Linked DNA regions of Oryzias latipes: region 1 is linked to region 2. Evidence: chromatin contacts called from public Hi-C data. All regions are on one chromosome and are shown on one strand. Each heading gives the region's core, a stretch centred on a gene start, on an enhancer-like site or on the middle of the called end of the contact. The rest is flanking DNA. Distances are from core to core; before and after follow the strand shown. Region 1 holds the start of LOC101166465 (tensin-3). Region 2 holds the start of LOC101165969 (insulin-like growth factor-binding protein 1).

The links. Hi-C and Micro-C count contacts between places; a contact is called where the count stands out from the background.
Region 1: a Hi-C map of embryo shows a contact between it and region 2, with 2.0 times the contacts expected there. The contact joins the promoter of LOC101166465 here to the promoter of LOC101165969 in region 2. A contact is called at or near these places in 3 of 5 Hi-C or Micro-C datasets (embryo and fibroblasts).

The regions. Positions count from the first base shown.
Region 1 is chr4:21,697,785-21,702,745 of ASM223467v1, forward strand. LOC101166465 (tensin-3) reads right to left here and starts at 1,516. Exons shown (of 27, transcript XM_020702551.1): 1 at 1,335-1,516. LOC101166954 (PH domain leucine-rich repeat protein phosphatase 1) reads left to right here and starts at 2,800. Exons shown (of 17, transcript XM_023954400.1): 1 at 2,800-4,684. The coding sequence starts at 3,169.
Region 2 is chr4:21,536,808-21,541,453 of ASM223467v1, forward strand. It overlaps LOC101165969 (insulin-like growth factor-binding protein 1), which reads left to right and starts at 1,251. Exons shown (of 4, transcript XM_023954395.1): 1 at 1,251-1,799; 2 at 1,915-2,078; 3 at 2,265-2,393; 4 at 2,483-3,606. The coding sequence starts at 1,415. The coding sequence ends at 2,593.

The DNA of each region.
Region 1 (4,961 bases), core at 266-2,765, 160 kb after region 2:
TTTTCTTCTTATCAGTGTTTCTGTGTATGGGGAAAAAAAAGATAGTTCTTACGTTTTGACAGTTACCCAAATAAAAGCTGGGGGTGTGTAAGCTTATTTGTCCAGCTGAGGGTCTAATTGCGAGGGTCTAAGTGTTCCTCCAAAACGGCTTAGGCTGAAGTGGGCTTACACAAAATGTGTAAAATACAGACTACATGCCATTTAAACAACACAACATGCCTATTTTTCATATAATCCAGACTTGTTGAGTCCACATTGTTGCTTTTACAATTTTTTGTTTTACTATTTTCTTGAAAGAATAGATGTATACTTAGGTTTCCCTCTGCTTTGTTTTTCTATGTCAAATACTAACAAACATTTCTTTTTGGATGTTTTTATTCATTTTTAAATGGTGTTTGTGGAGGACAAACATTATTTGAATAAAGTTCATGCAAAAACATGCAAAAACATTTTAACTAAAAAGCAACAAAAAGCAAACAAACAAGGCCAGAACAACAGACATGCCTGTATGTGCAGTGCCTCGCAGGTCATCAATAAAAGTCCTCCGACAGTGTGAGAAGGGCTTACATTCACATTCATTTTGCTACATCGCTGTTTTTCCCAGAACTGCTCGACAGGGCTGGGCAGGCCATCAAAGTGAGTGACTTCATTCCAATTGTGCATTTTCTGTGCTGTTTTTCCAACAGCAGAACATCTAAATTTAAAAAGGCCTCACCAGAGGAACCAAAACAAACGGAAGTGCGCGACTCAACCACACATGTGCGTGTGCACATGCTGAAATTGGGTAGAGAGCTGCTCTGCAAAGTCCTTGAGCCCTAAACTAACCACAACTAATTATAGTCTCTATTTCCCTACTTTTAAAGGGATTTTTCTTGTCTTTATGTTTTCTTTACAGCTCCTTTGCTGCATTAAAGAGTAAATCTGATCAAAAGTATTGGAATACCGGAGAAATGAAAGTGACAGGACCCTTTCCCAGCTGTGATCTTCAATCCAAACCGTTTCCCTGCTTTGTCCTCTGCTATTATTCTTCCATGGACTAATTTCCGATTATTCCAATGTTTAAAAACATTTACTTTCATTGTTTCTTTTGCCATGCCTCTACCAGAACCTCAAGCTTAAAAAATGTTCTTTTGACACACTCAGAGACGGCGCTGTTACATCTTTCAAAAAAGGCAAGTTTGCAAACCCTAATGCAGGATTAAATGATCTTTTAAACCCTCTACAAACAGGCCTCTGTAGGCTCTTTGTCTTAAAATGTCAATAAGCTAATCTCCACAATGCAAAGGGAGACATTTTCCACTTATGATTAATCCTTCAAAGTCACATGTTCTTACCTGAGTGGGCGCCTGCATTCAAGGAAAATCTCGGGAGCAATAAAGAGCAGGTCAACGTTTGCTTGAACTTTACTGTAACGTGTCCGGACAAATAGGCCAGTTTAGCTGCAAAAGTCTTCTTTAGGTTTACGGCTCAATGAAGACGGATGAGCCAAAGTCTGTATGTGACTGATATGTAAAAAAAAAAATGAGGTGGAGACAGAGAGTGGGAGGAGGAAGCAAGGGAAAAGCAGAGCGAGAGAAATAATGTGATGAACTCCACAGTTACAACACGGCTTTGCACTTTGCCCTCTGTTGGCCTGCAAAGTGACAGCAGTCCACTGGAACACAGCCCCACAGAGGAGCACCCAGACACAAGTAGACGCTGTTCAAATGGTTTAATATGCAATTTATCTGAATTTAATAGTAAAATTATAAAAAGTTTACTGTGTGTTTCATTGAAAAAGAACACAAATAGGTTTAAAAAAAATGAAAAAGACATCCCCTGATTATGATTATTTTCATTTTTTGTTTAATTTGCACATTTAAAGCATTATTAGATTTAATGAAATTAGGATGTTTGACTTTCTGGATCAGTATAAAACATTTTACCCCCTGCAATTGTTAACAATTCAGATAATAATTTAAAACAAACAAAGCAAAGGTTTTAGCTACAATAGTGTAACTTAATTTTGATCCCATATATCAAGTTAATTTCCTAAAAACAATAAACATTTCAATGTCAAAAATGTGGATTCTTAAATAAAATGACCCAAATAGGAAAAATATTGCAAAAAAGAAAAACAAGCCACCAAAGTACAAATAATCTGTTAAAATGGTTCACATTTATTTTAATATCTTACTATGGAAATGTTTTTTTTTCCTAGTAAAACATTCTTTCAAACAATTAACAATATTGTAAAAGTTTAATCACACTTAAGGCATTGAAAATGCATTTCTTAAAATAATAAAAGAAGTTGTATTTTTTATTTCTCTCCAGTGGGTGGCGCTAAAGGACATGTAATGTTCATCATTTTAACATCTACACCTTGATAAATAGACCTAAGAAAACTTTTTTTAAGTAAATTTATGTTTGCCCTTTTTATGCATATGTAAGGTTTACTACGAAAAAATGCAGTGTCATTGTTTATATTTACCTCTGCGAGTGACAAACTTGCTTTGTCACAACTGTTAGTGTTGCCTTCAAGGGCATTTTTTCAGCATGTTAAAATTGCTTGCAACAGTCATCAGTCAGTGTTTAGATTTCATAGTAAATGTTTTTAATTAACAAAGGGACACTATGCTGGGAAAATCGGAAGAATATTAATACATCGTAAATTTATTGCTTTTATATTTAAAACACGTGAAATGCAATTGCAACGTGATTTCTGTAACTATGCTATGCAAAACATTAAGGAACTCGCAGGAATTGTTTCTTGTCAGGGGATGAAATTTGAAAATTCCGAGCTTTGTCTAACCGTAAACGTATCATAATTCATATCCAATAAGGCCCCGCCCTGTCCAGAGTGTGTCGCTGACCGCCACCCTCTTCGGGGCTCTACTGTAAAAATAGTCGCTACTTCTCTTGTCAATGGCTAACAGCTAAAAAAGCTTCCTCTCGCTTCTCGACCAGCAGGTTGGCTCCGCGCAGAGAGCTAACCGGTGCCCGGTAAAATGGGATGATGTAGCGGGATAACTCCGTTGGGGAAATGCGCAGCACCTTAGCATGCTAGAGCTAACACTCTTTTACTCCGAGAAACGACCTAGACCGAGCTAGCTGCTCGAAGCTAACGCAGGCTAACGTTCACCTGCGGTTTGTTGCTGCTACCGGACCGGCTGTTGCTACTCAACGAGCATGGAAAGTACGAATGAAAGCAGTTCTGGGGCTCCATCGGCTTCGCCAGTACCGCAGGGGACGCCCGACTCTGGCAGTGACAGTAACTCCGTGAAACCGAGCGGATTATCACCACAGCACGCTGGGAAGAGACCCTCCATCGGCGAGGATGAGGGCGGAGGCGCGGAAGCCAAACTCTTTGGGAAGGGGCTGGGAGCCACCTCCCTTCTGCAGATTGCGATAAGGAACGGGATCTACCAAAACCAGGTGGCCAGCATCGGTGGCGCGGCGAAGAACATGAGCATTCCCGCCGTGAAGTCCGGTAACGTTTACACTTTAACGTCGGCAAACAGCAGCGCATCTGTCAACTCTCTGCTGGGAAGGAGGCGCCACAGACACAAGAGGAATCTGTCTCTCGGGGCTCCGCCGACCACCAGCTCGCCCGGGGCGTCCTCCGCTGAGGCCGCCAGCCCGGCTCCGTCAGCCTCGCCGCTGAGCACCCTCAGCCTGGATAGGAAGACCTTCCTGCGGCAGAAGCAGTCCAAGCAGCTCCAGGCCGCGGATAAATCCTGGGTGAGATCGGACCTCCGGCGCGGCTGCATTCACGTCCACGACTGGCTCATGCCCTCACACCCACGGCCGGTGCTGTGCACCGTGGACACCACTGCGAGGGACATCGCTGGTAGACTCGATGGCAGCAAAGCTGGGGCTGTACTGAGACTCAAACCTCCAGCTGCAGTTGACCCAAACGACCCATGCAAAGACGGACAAACTGACTGCAGCAAGTGTCAAATTCAGAACATGGATGTCAGGACCCCCAGATCAGAGGAGAATGGTCATCTCACCTCTAACTTGATGCATGATGGAAAAACTGCACGTAACTCTAATTCTGAGATCTGCCTGAATGACATTGGTGTGGATGCGAGTGCTGCAGACCGCTACGGGGCATATTCTGGCTCAGACATGGAGAGCAGCACCTGTGAGGACTTCAGCCCAAGTGGACAGAGAAGTACAGAGCACAGAGACTCGCTCAGCGATGGTCTGGGTTTGGGTACCGACTCCTCGGTCCTGAGTGCGAACTGTGACAGCGCCACAGAAGGACCTGACCCGTTTGAGAGTTCCTCGGATGAAGTGGACATCACCTGTTCCCCGCCAACCTCCACAGCACCCTCTGACCCCTCTGCTGCTACTGACCGAGCCACCAGGCAGGATGATGACGTTAGTGACACCACAGACAGCCCCAAGATGGTCAAACGGGCCCCTCTTTGTCCCAGCAGCTCCCAGACTCGCCCCCTGACCAGCAGAAATCTGGACATCCCTGGAGGAGACCGAGTGTGGCCAGAGCCCATCAGCTCCAGCCTAACTCCAGCCCTCTTCCTCCAGCTGCATGGGGGAGCCGTGCGGCGGCTAGGGGACGACGAGCGGCCTCTGCAGATCCTGAACGACTACCTGTCTAACCTCGGGTTTGAAGACGGATGGAGGGCGCAGGAGGAGGGGATGCACGCCGAAATCGGCTGCCTCATCCGCTTCTACTTCGGTGAGTTCTTGTGACGTCTTTGCTGAAACCCAAGCCTGTTCTGTCCTGGGTCCACCCGGTTCTCGCCGAGCCGTTGGAAGCCTCTTCAGCCGCTCTTGACTCCCTCATTGTTCGCCTATTCTCAGTGTACCGTGAGTGCCGGCATTGTGTTTGGTCACTGGGACTGTTAAACGAGTGTATTCAATTGTCCCACTCGCACAAAAGGCAGTGTTGTGCCTGTAAACCCACTCCAGCCGCTGGGCGAGCAGTCTAGTGAGATAACACAGGTGACCAAAAT
Region 2 (4,646 bases), core at 1-2,500:
TTCAACCAACTTCCCGTTTGCCATAACTATGAAACCATTCATAAAAAGAAGACATGTTCTCCCTCACCTTTCCCCGTTGCCCTCCAGTTTAACCTGCACTACAGGTGTGTGACTCATCATCATCATCCTCATCATCTCACCTGGAGACACCTGCGTCTTCCGTTGAGGGGGCGAAAAGCAGCACATGCAGGATCAACGGAAGCTTCCCGATGCCCCGGGGCGGCGGAAGAGCGGGGCATCAGTGCAATCAGATGATGCAATCCCACAACGCGGTTACGTGCGGGAGCACGACACCATGCAGACCGTTGCGTCAGAAAAAAACCAAACAAACAAACACGGGTGCAATTCATTAAAACGTGACGTGACAATGAATCAGATTTTTTTTTTACAATAACTGGGACATTTTTGTGCATGGGCTGCGACCGGGAGTGGGTGGGGGTTAATGGCGGGACACTCCAACCCTCGGCGAGTGGGAATGAGAGAAACGTGTCTGTGGTCATGTCAGGCTGATCCGATTCCTATTATTACCCCAAGAAGAAAAAAAAAAGGGGGGGGGGGCAATTAAAACAGGACATCTCCTGAGAGGAGTCCAAAAGCTGGCTGGAGCGCACGCATACCACGGTCCTGAGATGACCCCCCCCCCCCCTCCAGAAAAACAAAAACTCATTTTGGAGCAGCTATTTTTGTAACTTAGGGCTCATTGTCCTTCCGCGGAGCTTGATCATGTCGCGCCAGGAGCCCTTTGCGCGCAACGTGGGCGTGCGTAATTTGCGCAAATTATGCCCAAAACTCTCCATTATTTCCTGGATCTATTTGTTTTTGTTTTAAATATGTTTGTATATTGAGGCAGGGGGACATATAATCTCATATAAATTGACACTGAATTCAGGGACTGCCCCAAAATGAACTTATTAATTGATTATTTAAAAAAAATAAAGACGCGTGCAGATCATCCACTCCTCTGAAGCTTTTGGAAGCAGAGGGTTTTGTTAACTGGTAAACCAGTTAAAAAGTAGCACCCTAGTGAGGAATAAGGGGGGAGGGGGTGATCGCAACATCAAACACTGGTGTCGTCACCCGTAGGTCGTACGTGCCAAGTGCCCGCCTGCTCCAAAATAAATATTGACGTGATAGATAGTTGTATTCAAATGAGCGGCATGACCGGACGCGAGCGGGCCAATCAGAGCGCACTGTCTCATTACACCTTCTTTTCAGAAATCATTCATAACGCCGATGCGTCAAACAGTCATAGAGGGCCGGCTATAAATACGGCTGTGCGCGGCGCAGAGTTAGACATTTCTCTAAGATCCAAGGAAAAGGCAGCACAGTGCCGCGGGGAATCTGACCGGCTCCTTCATCTGATCACTCCGTCTGACCTGCTCTCCGATCCATATTCCACGCTGAGTGTCTTATCATGCCGGCAATGGCTGGATTACATGTGAGGCGCGTCGTGGTGGCGGCGCTGTGCTGCGCTGCGCTCGCCGCGGTCACGCTGGGGTCCCCCATGGTGGGGCCAGAGCCGTTCCGCTGTGCACCGTGCACCCCGGAGCGGCTGAGCCAGTGCCCCGCGGTGGCGCCCGGATGCGCAGAGGTGCTGCGGGAGCCCGGTTGCGGATGCTGCCTCGCCTGCGCGCTGAAGCGCGGGGAGATGTGCGGGATCTACACGGCGCCGTGCGGCTCCGGACTCAAGTGCACCCCAAGACCCGACGACCCCCGGCCGCTGCACTCCCTGACCCGCGGACAGGCCGTGTGCGCGGAGGTGACCGTGCAGGAGCCCATCCCGGAGCTCCAGACGCAAGGTAGGCCCCGTGATTCCACCCCCTCCTCCTCCTCTTCCCCCCTTTCCTCTTCACTGCTGCACCTTTGCGCTTCATTCCATCTTCTTACTCATCTTCCTTCACGTCCCTCCATCAGATCAGGAAGAGTCGGAGGCGGAGATGGACAACACAGCCGGCATCCCGGACACCGGCCTCTACCTCGCCGGTCTCAGTAAACCCTACGACCCGCGCGCGGCCGCAGACGCCCAGGAGAGCATGAAAGCCAAACTCATCGCCATCCGCAAGATCTTCCCTGAGCAAGTAAGTGCTTTGGTCTTCCTAAAAGCGCGCCTTTCCAAAACTTTTGGGGGAAGATTTGGGAGATAGGTGGATGAGCCACAAGGGGGAGCACGTGCGCTTTTTAAAAATTTTTAAACAGTAAAAAAAAACTGCTGTAGTGTTGCTGCCAGCAGATCCCACACTTATTCGGCCTCTTCCATCAAACAGGGTCCCTGTCTCCTGGAGCTGCAGACCGCCATGGAAAAAATAGCCAAATCCCAGCAAAAAGCTGGGGACAAATTGACCAGATTCTACCTCCCAAACTGCGACAAGCGCGGCTTCTACAAACCCAAGCAGGTTGGTCTGAGGTTCAAACAGCTCTGACAGTGAGGGTGATGGATATCAGCCATCTAAATGTCTTGTTTCCTTTCTCTTCACCTCTGCAGTGTGATTCCTCTCTGGATGGCCAGAGGGGTCCCTGCTGGTGCGTCAACTCCTGGAATGGCAAGAAGATTTTAGGTTCCACCGACCTGCCTGCAGATGCCGAGTGTCCTTAAAAGAGAAAGAAAAAACAAGAACAAAAGAAGAAGAAAGAAGCCACTGATTTAACCTTTTTTTGGTTTATTTAATAAGCTTTGTCTATGTTTGATTCAGGTACACTGTCCATGTGAGACGGGGGTCCCAGCCACCCCGAAACCCCTTCATTCCTTTATCCTGCACCCGTCCCAAAGAGAAAAAAAATCTATTTTGTTTGTTCTGAAAAGGAGATTTTATATTGATGCGTTTATTTCTACTCTTCAGTCTTATTTATTTTAGTGCATTTTATTTGGTATTTGTAATTATTCACGAGTATTTATATCTTTTTTTTTGCCTTTTTGTTATTTTTTTAAATATTATTTTTAAGCATGTATAAAGTGTATATATGGATTTTGGCCCTGAGAAACTCTGCTTTTAAGTTGCTCTGCCCTTATGGAGTTGTTTCTAGGTTTTGGTTTGTGACAAACCAAGAAAGATAAAGAAAAAAAAAAGCACTGAGTGACCAAAAGTCATTAATGATTCTTTTTTTAGCCATTGTTTCCTTCTGTTACATTGTTAGCCTTTATTTCCTCATGCGATACATCAGCTGCCGTTGGTCGATACAAAACTCCTCTTAGAGAATCCTCTGCAGGCTCAGAAAACATTTCCCATGCTTCCATGGGGCTGCAGATACAGATAGGCACAGGAAGGTGGCCGCTCACTGTGCCACCTCTCAAACGGGTATTTCTACATGTACCTACCTCCGATATTTACATGTCTGCTGCCAGTAGTGTTGCTGTGTCTGTTGGGAAACAAACAAGATTTGCTACTTTGACACCTTCTCTATATAGGCCAAGAACACATGACCACAAAAAGCGGGCGCCACAGTGAGCTGAGGCGGCTCTGCTACATGCTGCTGTTGGGGGAGAGAATTGTTGTTTGTGTGAGTCGATTCCAAAGTGGCTAACAGCTCACTTGTGTGTATGTACACTTTTGTAACTGAGATGTAATGTAAGAAATAAGTGATATATTTAATAAAAACAATAGCCTCATGCTCATTGTGTTTTTTATTTTAACTTTCTGTACACATAAATTGTTTAAACAAGAAAACATATGAAAAAAGCCCACAAATATGTAAATATTTGATGCTATGGATTAAATTCTTGGTGGTGTCATTTATAAGGTTCCAATATAGATAAATACGGGCTTTAAAGTGGCACATCAGTGGCCTCTGGTGGAACCCAAGAGTATAACCTTTCTAAAAATAAAAATCCACAAAATAAATCAACAAAATGTTTATCTGACACATTTAAATATTACGGTGGCCCTGAAGGGCCAATCACACCAACAGATCACTCAACACAAAAACATGTTAAAGTTCAAGTAAAAAAGCAGAACAAATAATAATAAAAAACAACATCATATTCTAGAAATCAAAATAAAATCCCCCCCAAATGATTAAACTATGTGGGGGAAAAAGTGATTTTTGAAAATCAAAATGAAATGTAGGTACTCTGGGAAATCACTGATTCAAGGATGATGTTTTTTTTTTTTTAATGTGTGCATACTATTTATTAAAATATCAGTAAAGAGCATCTCCAGTGTCATTTCAAGCCACATAACATGCAGTTGAAATAATGGACAAAAGTCATCGTCCAATCAGTAATCAGCAAAGTTTGCAATCAGCCATTAACCATGTCAGTAATGTTAGCAATGGAATGTTAAAAAGCGAAACAAAGAAACCAGAAAATGTAGGTACTATGGGACATTTGCTGATTGATTTGATTTGATTTTATTGATTTATTTCAAACATTGTAGTCAAAGCAATAAATAATTTACACATATTTATCAAACTCATTACAGAAATGATGAAATGCATAGATTAAAAAGACAGAAAATAAAACAAAACACAAACCTCATTTGAATCACATTTGCTTAATTAAATACAGTGATCATTAACTGAAGTATAAGTAGAGTTTGATTTATTGCTTGAAAAGGAGTGGGAAGAAGATGATGATGACACCTGTCCATCATTTCAACCTAAAATGAATTGGCATGAAGTGATACTGGATATCATCATCTAATCAGCAACGT